Linked DNA regions of Triticum aestivum: region 1 is linked to region 2. A link is a contact called in public Hi-C data. All regions are on one chromosome and are shown on one strand. Each heading gives the region's core, a stretch centred on a gene start, on an enhancer-like site or on the middle of the called end of the contact. The rest is flanking DNA. Distances are from core to core; before and after follow the strand shown. Region 1 holds the start of LOC123098179 (probable E3 ubiquitin-protein ligase ARI2). Region 2 holds the start of LOC123098177 (heptahelical transmembrane protein ADIPOR3).

What was found. A called contact is a pair of places that touch in the nucleus more often than the background predicts.
Region 1: a contact with region 2 is called in a Hi-C map of leaf, with 4 times the contacts expected there. The contact joins the promoter of LOC123098179 here to the promoter of LOC123098177 in region 2. A contact is called at or near these places in 2 of 5 Hi-C or Micro-C datasets (both in leaf).

What each region holds. Positions count from the first base shown.
Region 1 is chr4D:400,579,206-400,584,708 of IWGSC CS RefSeq v2.1, reverse strand. It overlaps LOC123098179 (probable E3 ubiquitin-protein ligase ARI2), which reads right to left and starts at 2,352. Exons shown (of 7, transcript XM_044520093.1): 1 at 1,911-2,352; 2 at 1,789-1,821; 3 at 1,403-1,679; 4 at 403-883. The coding sequence starts at 2,084.
Region 2 is chr4D:399,890,481-399,895,759 of IWGSC CS RefSeq v2.1, reverse strand. It overlaps LOC123098177 (heptahelical transmembrane protein ADIPOR3), which reads left to right and starts at 1,740. Exons shown (of 3, transcript XM_044520088.1): 1 at 1,740-2,236; 2 at 3,345-3,666; 3 at 4,633-5,279. The coding sequence starts at 3,529.

The DNA.
Region 1 (5,503 bases), core at 1,103-3,602, 690 kb before region 2:
ACGTGCCAATACTACTTGGGGAGATTTGATTAATTCTAAGAATAGCGAACTGAACTGAAGGCTTGCTTTGACCCTTAGGGGTAGGTAATCAGTTCCCTATTTTTGTTTCTATTTCTACTGCATTCTATCTCATCGTACCGCATTCTGTTCTATGATTCATTTGAACATCATTACTCATTGGAAAGTATGCTCACGCTTACATAAAACAGGAAAGTAGGAAGAAGACAAGACATATGTGGTGCTTTCAGTTTGTATGGACAAGTATCAAGTAAGATAAAAAAAAAGGTACCAATATAACAAATAAAAGAAGGCATCAATATAACAACAGTGCATCATTAGCTGCCAACAAATGGAACGGTACGTAATAAAACATAAATGTTCAAGAGGAATACGAAATCTCACCAGAATGCTTGTCCACATATACATGCAACCAGGTTGCAGCCACCATTCTTCTCCACAGGTTTATGACACTTGGGACAGGGCTTAGTATTTACTGTTATCCAATTCACAGTCTCTGATTCATCACGGCATTTCTTGATCCAGAGCTCCCACATCACACAGGAACAAGGGGAATGCGCTTCTGAGGAGCAATTAAAACAAAACTGGCGTCCACATGTACATTCCACCTCGCAATGAATATCACCTTTGACACGTATAGCATTTCCGCAATGTGGTGTGCTGGGGCACCACTTGACTGTATCATTGTCCTCGATATAAGATTCCAGTAAAAATCTTTCAAAGCGCTCAGCAATATCTGGGCGCTTTGCACTTACTAACTTCCGGACTAATGCTTCATCACAGATGGCATTGCACTTTGGAGCCATGCACTTGACACGCCGACTCTGCCCCTCATTTATTTTCACAATGAAATATTCTGTCCAACCTGATGAAACGCACATATTAGTGGCTATTCAGGAATAAATGATATAGCAATGCTAATTCACATGGTGCGGTTGGCGTGGAGGTAGGCAGTATAAAAAACTTGCGTAGTTGATATATCCTTCGCTGGTACTTAGAGCAAAAATTCGTAATAATAGACTAGTAGATTACATGAAGTAACATAATGATTATTCTTGCGACTAGGAAGTGATATCCCATGCTTCCCTAGGTTAATTTTGTGCATGAAGTACAAGTACAGATGGTCCGCAATAATACAGAGCTAAATGAAGATGATTAGTTGCGCCATTTTCTTCGTAAGTAGGATAATAAGATGTTTGTTGATTTGTCATTCCTAATACACGGATATCACACTGCTGATCAGCACAGTGGTCAAAAAGCAAAGTATTCATCCGAAAATGCATCATACGATCGTTCTACCGGCATATAAAAGCTATAGCTGGCACATATGCAAAGCTTCATGTACATAACAAGCACTTCCGTGTTCTCAGCGACTAGTACTCACATTCATTGCAGTAGTTGTGGCCGCAGTCCATATGGGAAGCGGCCGTGAGGGGCACATCATCGTAACAAACATTGCAGGTGACCTCCGTCGCAGAGGGCGAGCCAGCATTATTGGCGGTTCCGAGAGGAATACCAGCCTCGGAGAAGAGCCTATCCCTCCCCTTCTGATCGAGCAGCTCGAATATCCTCTCCACATCCCAGCGGTAGTGGATTAGAAGCGTCCTTGCGTGGTGCTCCTTTAACCCTAGCAGCTCCATCACCTTCCTCAGATCCTCCCTCTACAGACCCCAATCAGCCAGAATAAATTTACAAAACAAAGCGTCAGCATCCGGAAATCGCTTAGAGCCTGGAAACAGAATGGGGGGAGCCCTCAGGCCACATAGTCACCTGCGCCGCCAAGAGGTATTCCTTGGTGATCACCTGCAAGCACAAGCAAGGAAAAAAAAATCCGTCGGTAAGAGAAGCAATCGGGGAGGGCCGGGAGAAGCACGGGTAAGCGAGGCGCGTACGGAGGAGGAGGACCAATGGCAGTCCTCGAGGTTGCCGTCCTCGAGGACCTGGAGGACGGACTCCTCTAGGGCATCGTCCTCCTGATCGCTCAGGTAGCAGTCCTCGTCCTCGTCGTCCTGCTCGTACTCCGGCGACGACGCCGGCTGGGACACTTCCTCGGCGTCGCTGCCCATCGGCTCAGCGACCGATCAGATCAGCCGAATCAAAGAGGGCGGCGGTAGCGCAACAAATAGGGGTTTCTTTCTAGATTGGCGGATGGAGTTGGTGGAAGAGGCGGCGGCGCTGGGGAAGAGGGGTAGGGAGGGAGGAAGCGCGCGGGTGGATATCGGGCCGGAGGGAGGCGGCGGAGGAGACGGGGACGGGGGCGGCGGAGGAGCTGGGAGGGGAGTGAAGGGGGGGAGGCGGAGGCGCTGGGGCGTGGCCGGAATTGGGGAAGGGCTGCGCCTTTCGGCTGCTGCTGGCAAGGGCGAAGGGGGTAAGTGAAAAAATGCCAGGCACCGTTTTGATTTTTTTAATGGGGAAAGCTGGCAGTTGGCAGACACCTACGTTGGCTGCGGTACCACCGTAGGCATCCTGCTGCGGCCCAGCTGTGACTTTGGGCCTGTGTAGCAGGCTGGGCTTGGAAGGCAAGGTAAGACCTCATGGACAGCGAGAGTTTACGCACGCGGGCGAATGGTCCCTGTCTCCACTGAACTCCATTCTTAGTTCACCTTGCTTAGACCCCTCAAAAAAAAAAGTCCACCTTGCTTAGTCTGCTGATTCATGTGCCGTGCAATTTTCTCTTAAGACACCACACGCAATATAGTTTGTATAAACAACTTTGACATTCTTGGACATCCATTAGCTAATTGACGAACAACCAATGCTCAGGTCTGATCCTAAGATTGTTGGTTGCCGTTTCGCTGCAAGTGCAAGTTTGAGATCCCATCCATACCGTTGGTTACGCTTCTACATGCGTGTTTCATTTGTGATGGCGATGGCACTGGTCGCATTTCTCAGCATTCGAGATAAAAAGCACCATCTGCATTGATTTTAACCCACATTGTGCTTGTTGTAAACTTGAAAATATTGTCATCCAATAAGTCCATCGCTTTATTAAAAAAAAGTCCATCACGCATGCTTAAAATTCATGGAGTTCACGTTGTTCTTAATTTTTGTATCCGTGAACAGGAGGACATTTGTCCATTTGTGGCAAACTGGCCTGCGCATAGGGCTCATTGTGCGGACGCAGAGTTTCTCAGCCCAAGCTCAAATAAGCTCAGGTGAACAGTAAAATTAAAAAAATCAAGAAAAAATTAAAAAAAAACTGATTTTTTTGTGACAAACACTAACAAAAGTTTCAACGGCTTGCAAAAATTCGTCATGGAATCACATCTCTAGAAGGCGTGGCAAAAAAAAAATTTTGATACTCTGAAAATGCTACTTTCAAAAGCATTTTTGGAGCACTGGTTTTGTTTTTTTTGTTTGTCACGCCTTAAAGAAATGTGATTACATGACGAAATTTTGTAAGCACTTGAAACTTTTGTGTCACAAAAAAAACAGAGCTGTTTGATTTCTTTTTTATTTTACAATTCACCGAGCTCATTTGAGGTCGGGAGCAGAAGGACACTTTCGCCATTGTGCCCAATAGAACTTTGCTATACCGTGTGTTGTCTATACTAATTGAGAGCTTGAATATTGTTATATTTCTTTCAGACACTCAAGTGTTCTTATGTTGACTGGTAGTATGAAGGGTAAGCTTCTCACAAAAATTAAGAATGGCGAAGTATAGGCCTAGAATGTTCTCGACTGAGATTTTTCTTTATATCTAAGTTGATTTTTAGAAGAACCGATTTAAATATAACAAATCTCAGATGACTTGGGATTAGCAAAACCGTACAAAAAAGGTAAGCCAAAGATGAGTATTAAAATGATTGAGATCAATCATATCCACCAAAGAGACAAAACAAATCATTCGCGAAGTGCCACACGATAATTTTAAACAATTGAGTGAGCTTTCTGCTTAAGCTGAAACGAGTAAGACAAAAGAAGAGGCGGCCAATTAGCTCATGATCCTCTGGCATGCAGAGATTTTTGTTGCCATTGTTCGTCCTATCATGAGGCATACTCATTTGGCCAACCATATATCAATTCCATGGGCATTTTGTTTCGTTCTTGTTGTCACGAGTGACATACCTATGTTTATTTTTCCTAAACTTTGTTGCGTTCCATTTGAACAAAAACTTGCATGTGATGGTATGATGTGGTGTCAAACTCATTCTTATTTTCTTTAGGTTATTGTTTCATTTAGGAGCACCAGGGAAGGTGCAAACATATGCACATCACCGCACGCATACACGGAAATACTCACGATCAAGGACATGAAGGACGAGTTCTTTTTTATGAAGATGCCCACAAAATTGGAATGTGTTGTTTCGTGATACTTTTCTTAGAGATCCTAAGCGAGATCTTACTATATCTAAATTGCTAGTCCCCACTAATGTATTTCTCTCAACATGTGCCCACACATGCCACCTCATGATACCAACATGAAAGGGTAAGGTCCACCTCAACAAGCAAACATGCATGGAAAAAAAACTCAACTCAATAATTCTTATTTCTCTCAACATGCACATGTGCCACCTCAACATGCAAACATGCATAAAAAATGTTTACTTCAACATGCAAATATGCACGGGAAAAGATACAACTCAATAATTAAATACAGTAAATAATATGTACCTCAAATTTTAGTTTTTATATTATAACATTAAAATTCATAGTCCATACAACCAAATACAATCGAAATATTTTTTTTACAAATTCCCTCAGCAATGCACGCGGCATCGTCTAGTTGGAGAATAGATAAAGAAGATAGAGCCATTTCTTCTCTTTGTGAAAGGGCTGGTTTCTTTCCGGTTTAATAGATGTTTGTAGACTCGAGTGAAAACAAGGGTAACCTGAATCACTTGCGGCGTTCCTCGTTTATGCTGGATTCTTTCCCGTTTAATAGATGTTTGTAGACTCCAGTGAAAACAAGGGTAACACCTGAATCACTTGCGGCGTTCCTCGTTTATTATGCTTTGGACATAGCCCAATGGGATCGTACGGTCTTCCTGCGGCGATACCAGGACCAATCTATCAACTCGGCTGGCACACAGATATCTACACGCTGTATCTGTACTGTATATGATTAGTGGGTATTACAGTTTGCTGCTAAAAGATCGCACAGGGCGCATGAATAACTTGTTGGTTAGCGTGTACAGTAGCTTATTGTATAATCCTGAATTTTCCTCTGAAAACGATACCGGTAGTACTCCCTTTAAACTGAGAGAGAGGGAGTATTATCATCTGGCATACACTTTCTCCAATCAAGGAGACGGCGGACCCGTTCCGCTGTTCCCACTGCAAGTGCAATCAATCACACACGAAAGCTACCTCCTCCAGTTAACAGAGTATACTACTAATACAGAGTAATCAAACATGGCTGCCTGCAGAATATAGCAGCCCGCCTCATAGATTACCTGAAGACGCTACCTGCAGAGCGGTGTTTACTCAGCATCAAATCATGCCTGCTTGCAAAACTAATCGGGTCTAATGCAGGCAGGGGAAG
Region 2 (5,279 bases), core at 491-2,990:
ACACAACGCTTCCCGTTCCCGCGAAGGACTTGTAGCTCGCCATCCACCAACATAAACACACACAAAAGTAGGAGTAGGATATTACGCAACCATGCGGCCCGAACCCGGGTAAATCATCGTGTACATTTCGTGCATTTCGATAGTGTAGGTCCTCACCTTCGTGCCCCATTCACGAACCAGCAAAAGGACATCTCCCGTCCATGGTGTCTCGCGCGTATCTTGCACACGCCCGCCGACACTCAGTGGCCGCAGCAGTGGTAGCTCCTCAGCGTGGAGCATCATGTCAACAGAGGAGAGGGCGGCCAAGGAGGCGTCATGGAGGGAGTGGTGCAACGCGGAGCATCGAGCGATGTTCGCATAGTCTGACTGAAGAGGCGCCAACCTGGGTCCTCGTGGACCCCAACCTCGCGGAGGCCTGGGCCGATGACCGATCGATGACCAAGTCGGAGATATCTGCGTAGCGACTGCGCTGCCAAGACAAGGAGCTTGCCAAGGTCGAGGTGGAGTGGTCACTCAACGACACCTCTGTCGTCCTCAGCAGGGTCAAGGGTAGAGCTCCCCGGCCAGGGTCCGCGTTGGCCGAGGCGGCCCTCCGCATGGCGCAAGAGGAAGATGAGCGGCTCGAGCGCCAGGTGGCGGCCGGGCAGGGCTACCGCGCCTTGGCGCCCTTCACCGCTGGAAGGACCACTCCAGCTTCAACGATGATAACGTGAGCACGGAAGGCGACAGAGGTGCCGCCGGCCAGCCTGTCTGCTACAAATTAGTTTAGTTTTTTAAGTTTTAGTTGAACGGACGAAATATCTACGGCTTATGTAAATCATGTCTGAATTTATGCCCGTTTGTATGAATTTCGTCGTATATGCATGAGTTATGTCTAAATTTGTTTATATTGTGGCCGGAGATGTGGGCAAGCCTTGGATGGTCGGCTCTCGTATCACTGTCCACGAACGCGTGACGCATCCACAGAGAAATATGATGTCCGTTTGAGGATCGGTGTTGAATATGCCCTAACGAAATTGGCCACGGTTCAAGGATCGGCGTTGAATATGCTCTGACGAACATTGACATTGAATAGGCATATATAGCAATCAATGGCTCAACTCAAATATGACCTGACCTGTGAACATGTGGTTGGATGGTTAGAGGGACTGTGGTATCCCCAGCCCACCAGGGTTCAAGTCTCGGTGCTCGCATTTATTTCAGGATTTCCGGTGATGCACATTCAGTGGGAGGAGACGTCTCGTCGTAAATTTCAAAATGATATGCCGGCTCAGTCTTTAGAAGGTGCTCATAGGGGTAGGGTGTGCGTGTGTGTTCATAGGGGTGAGTGTATGCGTGTGTATATGAGCTCTTGCGTCTGTACTGTGTTAAAAAAAACTCAAACATGACCTCACGGGCTTTTGTCGCCCTTGCACTTGCACGATCGGCCTACGTCAAAATCGCGTAACCATTTTCCGTGAGCACGACGGGAGGTTGGGCATGCGATGACTCAAGAATCCCGCACGCTTCCTACTGCTTCCCTTTTCGGCCGGAAATCGATTGGGCACGTCGGATCCGTGAGACGGTACGTGCACGGTCCAGCCAAGCCACACCCTTCCTTCCGCGGGACGAGAGGGGAAAGCGAGAGGTAGTCGGCACGCACGGCCGTAGCTCCCCCTTCATTCACAACGCACCGGGTCGCACTCGCACTCGTACGCCCCATGGCACGCCACCGCGCCAACAAAACAGAAGCCCCAAAACGCCAAGGCGGACACGCCGACCCGGCGTGCGTCAGAGGCTGCTCTGCTAAATCTGGGGTGGAGGTATTTGAAAAAAGAAAATTCTGGGGTGGAGGGGACGCACCGAGGCGCGCCCGCCTCGCCGAGATCGACGGGCCGACGCAACCCAGGCCGAGCGAGCGAGGGAAGCGATACAACCCACCACAGGCAGCGGGCGCGTCGTCGCGTTCGCGTGCGGCGGATATTCGGACGGGGCGGCATAACACCCGGGCCGAACGGGTCGCGCTCTCTCTCCCGGCGGTCTTCTCCCCGGCCCTCTGGCGATGGCGACGGCGACGGCGGCGGCGGTGTGGGAGGAGGAGGCGGAGGTGGAGAGGCCGATGCTGGAGGAGGAGAGGAAGGGGAAGCAGGGCAAGGGGCGCCGCTACGGCCTGGTCGACTACCGGGCGCTGCCGGCCTACATGCGGGACAACGAGTACATCCTGCGCTACTACCGCTGCGAGTGGCCGCTCCCGCAGGTGCTCCTCTCCGTCTTCTCCATCCACAACGAGACCCTCAACGTCTGGACGTGCGTACTCTTGCTCATCCCCCCATCTTATTTTTCAATCCAATTGTTTTCCTTATGCCAATTTTATACTGTGCGCACATGTATGGAACAGCCAATTAATCCCCTGGACATATATAGTTCTGATAACATTGCGAGTTTCTAGTTTGAAAATTGGAACGATGTATGTATCTATCTGGTGCTTTACCTGCAGTTTTGTTCTCTCTTTCTGTGTTGTGGTTATCCAACATAGTACGGTTTCTTTAGCCATGTAATTATGGCTTCTTCAGCTATGTAATTATGGCATGAAAAGGGAAGCTGATTTACTCTTGAAAACAAGGATTCTCTGTCATGTTAATTTTACAATGCAACCATTTGATTTTTGATTCACTTAACCCTGGCTTGAAATTGCTCAGTTCCTCGTGTTCAGACTTGAAGTTTCAAACTAATTACCAAGTAAGAAATTCAGCACTGAGAATGCATTGTGGCACTCTGAATTTTGAAGCATTTGTCGTAGCCCTTGCTTGTTTGTTGCCAAGCAAGATGAGACAACAACCAACTTAATTTTTAAATTTTATCAAGACTACCGTCCACCAAACTAATTAAAGAAGTCCCTTTCAATTTCAACAGGTCATACATTTAATTGAACCATGGACTTCAAATGTGTCTTTTCTAGTCTTTGTTGCTTGCCTATCCTATCAAGTCGAAAGGAAACCAAGTGATTTGACTGCCATTATGTAACACTGAGTTTGGTTGACCACTAACCTCTTCTGCAAGCTATGTGCCATAAATGGTGAAGTATGAATACTAGGAAATTAGGACTACAAACTTCGGGGTGATATTACCTTTTGTTATTTTGCCGATGTGGAGAGGATTTGGTGGTGTGTCCTTGCCGACTAGGGCTCAATCCTGTCAGGGGTGAACATGGTACTCACGATCGTTTCTACCTTAATAAAATTTCACAGGGCTCCTCCCCTGTTCGTTTTATTTATTTATTTATTTTGCCGATATGATATAGCAGAATTATGAATTTGCTAGATTATCTCTGATCTAATAAAGCTATTTCTTTGTGTCCACTTCAGGCACTTGATAGGATTCTTCATCTTCCTTTCTTTGACCATATACACTGCAACAAAAGTTCCAAATGTGGATCTTCAGAGCCTGCAGAATTTACCTGATATACTTAGGAATGCTGATCTTCATAAGATTCAGGCAGAGCTTGCGGCATGCCTTCCCTCATTACCTCACTTTTCTGATCTACAAAAGATGAAGGATGAATTGAGAAGCTCATGGAATTCTATCGATGTGCTTCCATCATTATCTCGTTGGCGTCTCTTGGAATTACTCTCAAATTGCTTGCCGGACAGATTTACCCATTCCAATGAAACTAATCTTTCTGTTCTTGTAAGTAGTCAACAACTTATCTAGTGCTTTTTTACTCACTATCGCTGTGCTTTATTTAAGGGTTCAAAACTTCAGAAATGCAGTGCTAACCTGCTTACAACAGTTAATAGGAAAATCTTACGAGTTGGACTATCAAATTCAAGCTGTTTAGTTACCTAGTTTCTTCTTGCTATGCCCACTGTGAGTAATTATGTCTGACTTCTGACTAAATTAAGCCAGTTTGATGCTGGCCAAGATTTGACTTCTAGATAGTTATCAGTTAAAAAATAATCCTCAGAAGTCTACTCAACATAGCCGGTCCCAAGCCTGGGTAAAGGAGAAAGGTGTGATAGGCTTGGCGAGCCAACATCAAAACTCAGCCACTCTTATGGAGATGAAACCCAAAAGATTTTCGTTGGGGATCACCAAAGAATTAGCCATGGACAGGGGTGCGTGGAAGCTTGCTATCCATGTTCCAGAACCATGAGTTGGTCGCGAGAGCTTATGGGTTTCACCTCTAGCCTACCCCAACTTGTTTGGGACTAAAGGCTTTGTGTTGTTGTTGTCTAATAGTTCCTGGTAGGTTACCGGAAAAATCTGTAGCATCAAAACCAGCTTATGATATGCAGAACCTTTGTTTAGTATGTACTCACCTCAAAGTTTATTTTAGGCGTGCGTAAGGCTTTACTGTTGTTGGTACACACAGTCTATACAGAGTACATATAACAATAATATGGTTCAATTCGATATCTTTGCATTGTTTTGGGGTCTCTTTTAAGAAAAGGGGGCATTGCAAGGGTCCGACCACTGTAGGAGCATTGCAAGGGCCTTTTTATTTAAATTCCATTGAATTCCATACAATCCTCATTAACTTCTGTGCAGATCAACATTCGCATTGCATCGCTCATGTAAACCAGTCTTTTTAACCTGTGTGTTGACAACTGTCACATAACAAGGACATAACAAGGATTGTTTTCATCTGTGCAGGAAAGCATGAAGGAGGATATTGTAACCGTAATTGCACCACACTTTATTAGGCCGATCTCTAGGTGGCCATTCTTTGCCTTCTTGGGAGGAGCCATGTTTTGCCTTCTTGCCAGCAGCACATGCCACCTTCTGTCCTGCCACTCTCGCCGCCTTGCCTATATCATGCTTCGGCTTGACTATGCGGGCATTGCAGCTCTTATCGCCACTTCTTTCTACCCTCCAGTATACTACAGTTTCCTGTGCCATCCTTTCTTTTGCAACCTGTACCTCAGCTTCATAACTATTTTAGGATTAGCAACTATCGCGTTCTCTCTGCTCCCGGTCTTCCAGAACCCGGAATTCCGAACTATACGAGCGTGCCTCTTCTTTGGCATGGGAGCATCAGGTGTGATCCCTGTTTTTCACAAGTTGATCCTTTTTTGGCACCAACCAGAGGCACTGATCACTACCGGATATGAAATTTTGATGGGGCTGTTCTACGGTGTTGGAGCATTGGTGTACGCGACTCGGGTGCCTGAACGCTGGATGCCTGGGAAGTTTGACATTGCTGGGCACAGCCACCAGCTCTTCCATGTCTTGGTGGTTGCTGGAGCCTACACCCACTACCATGCAGGGCTGTTGTACCTCAAGTGGAGAGATCAGCAGGG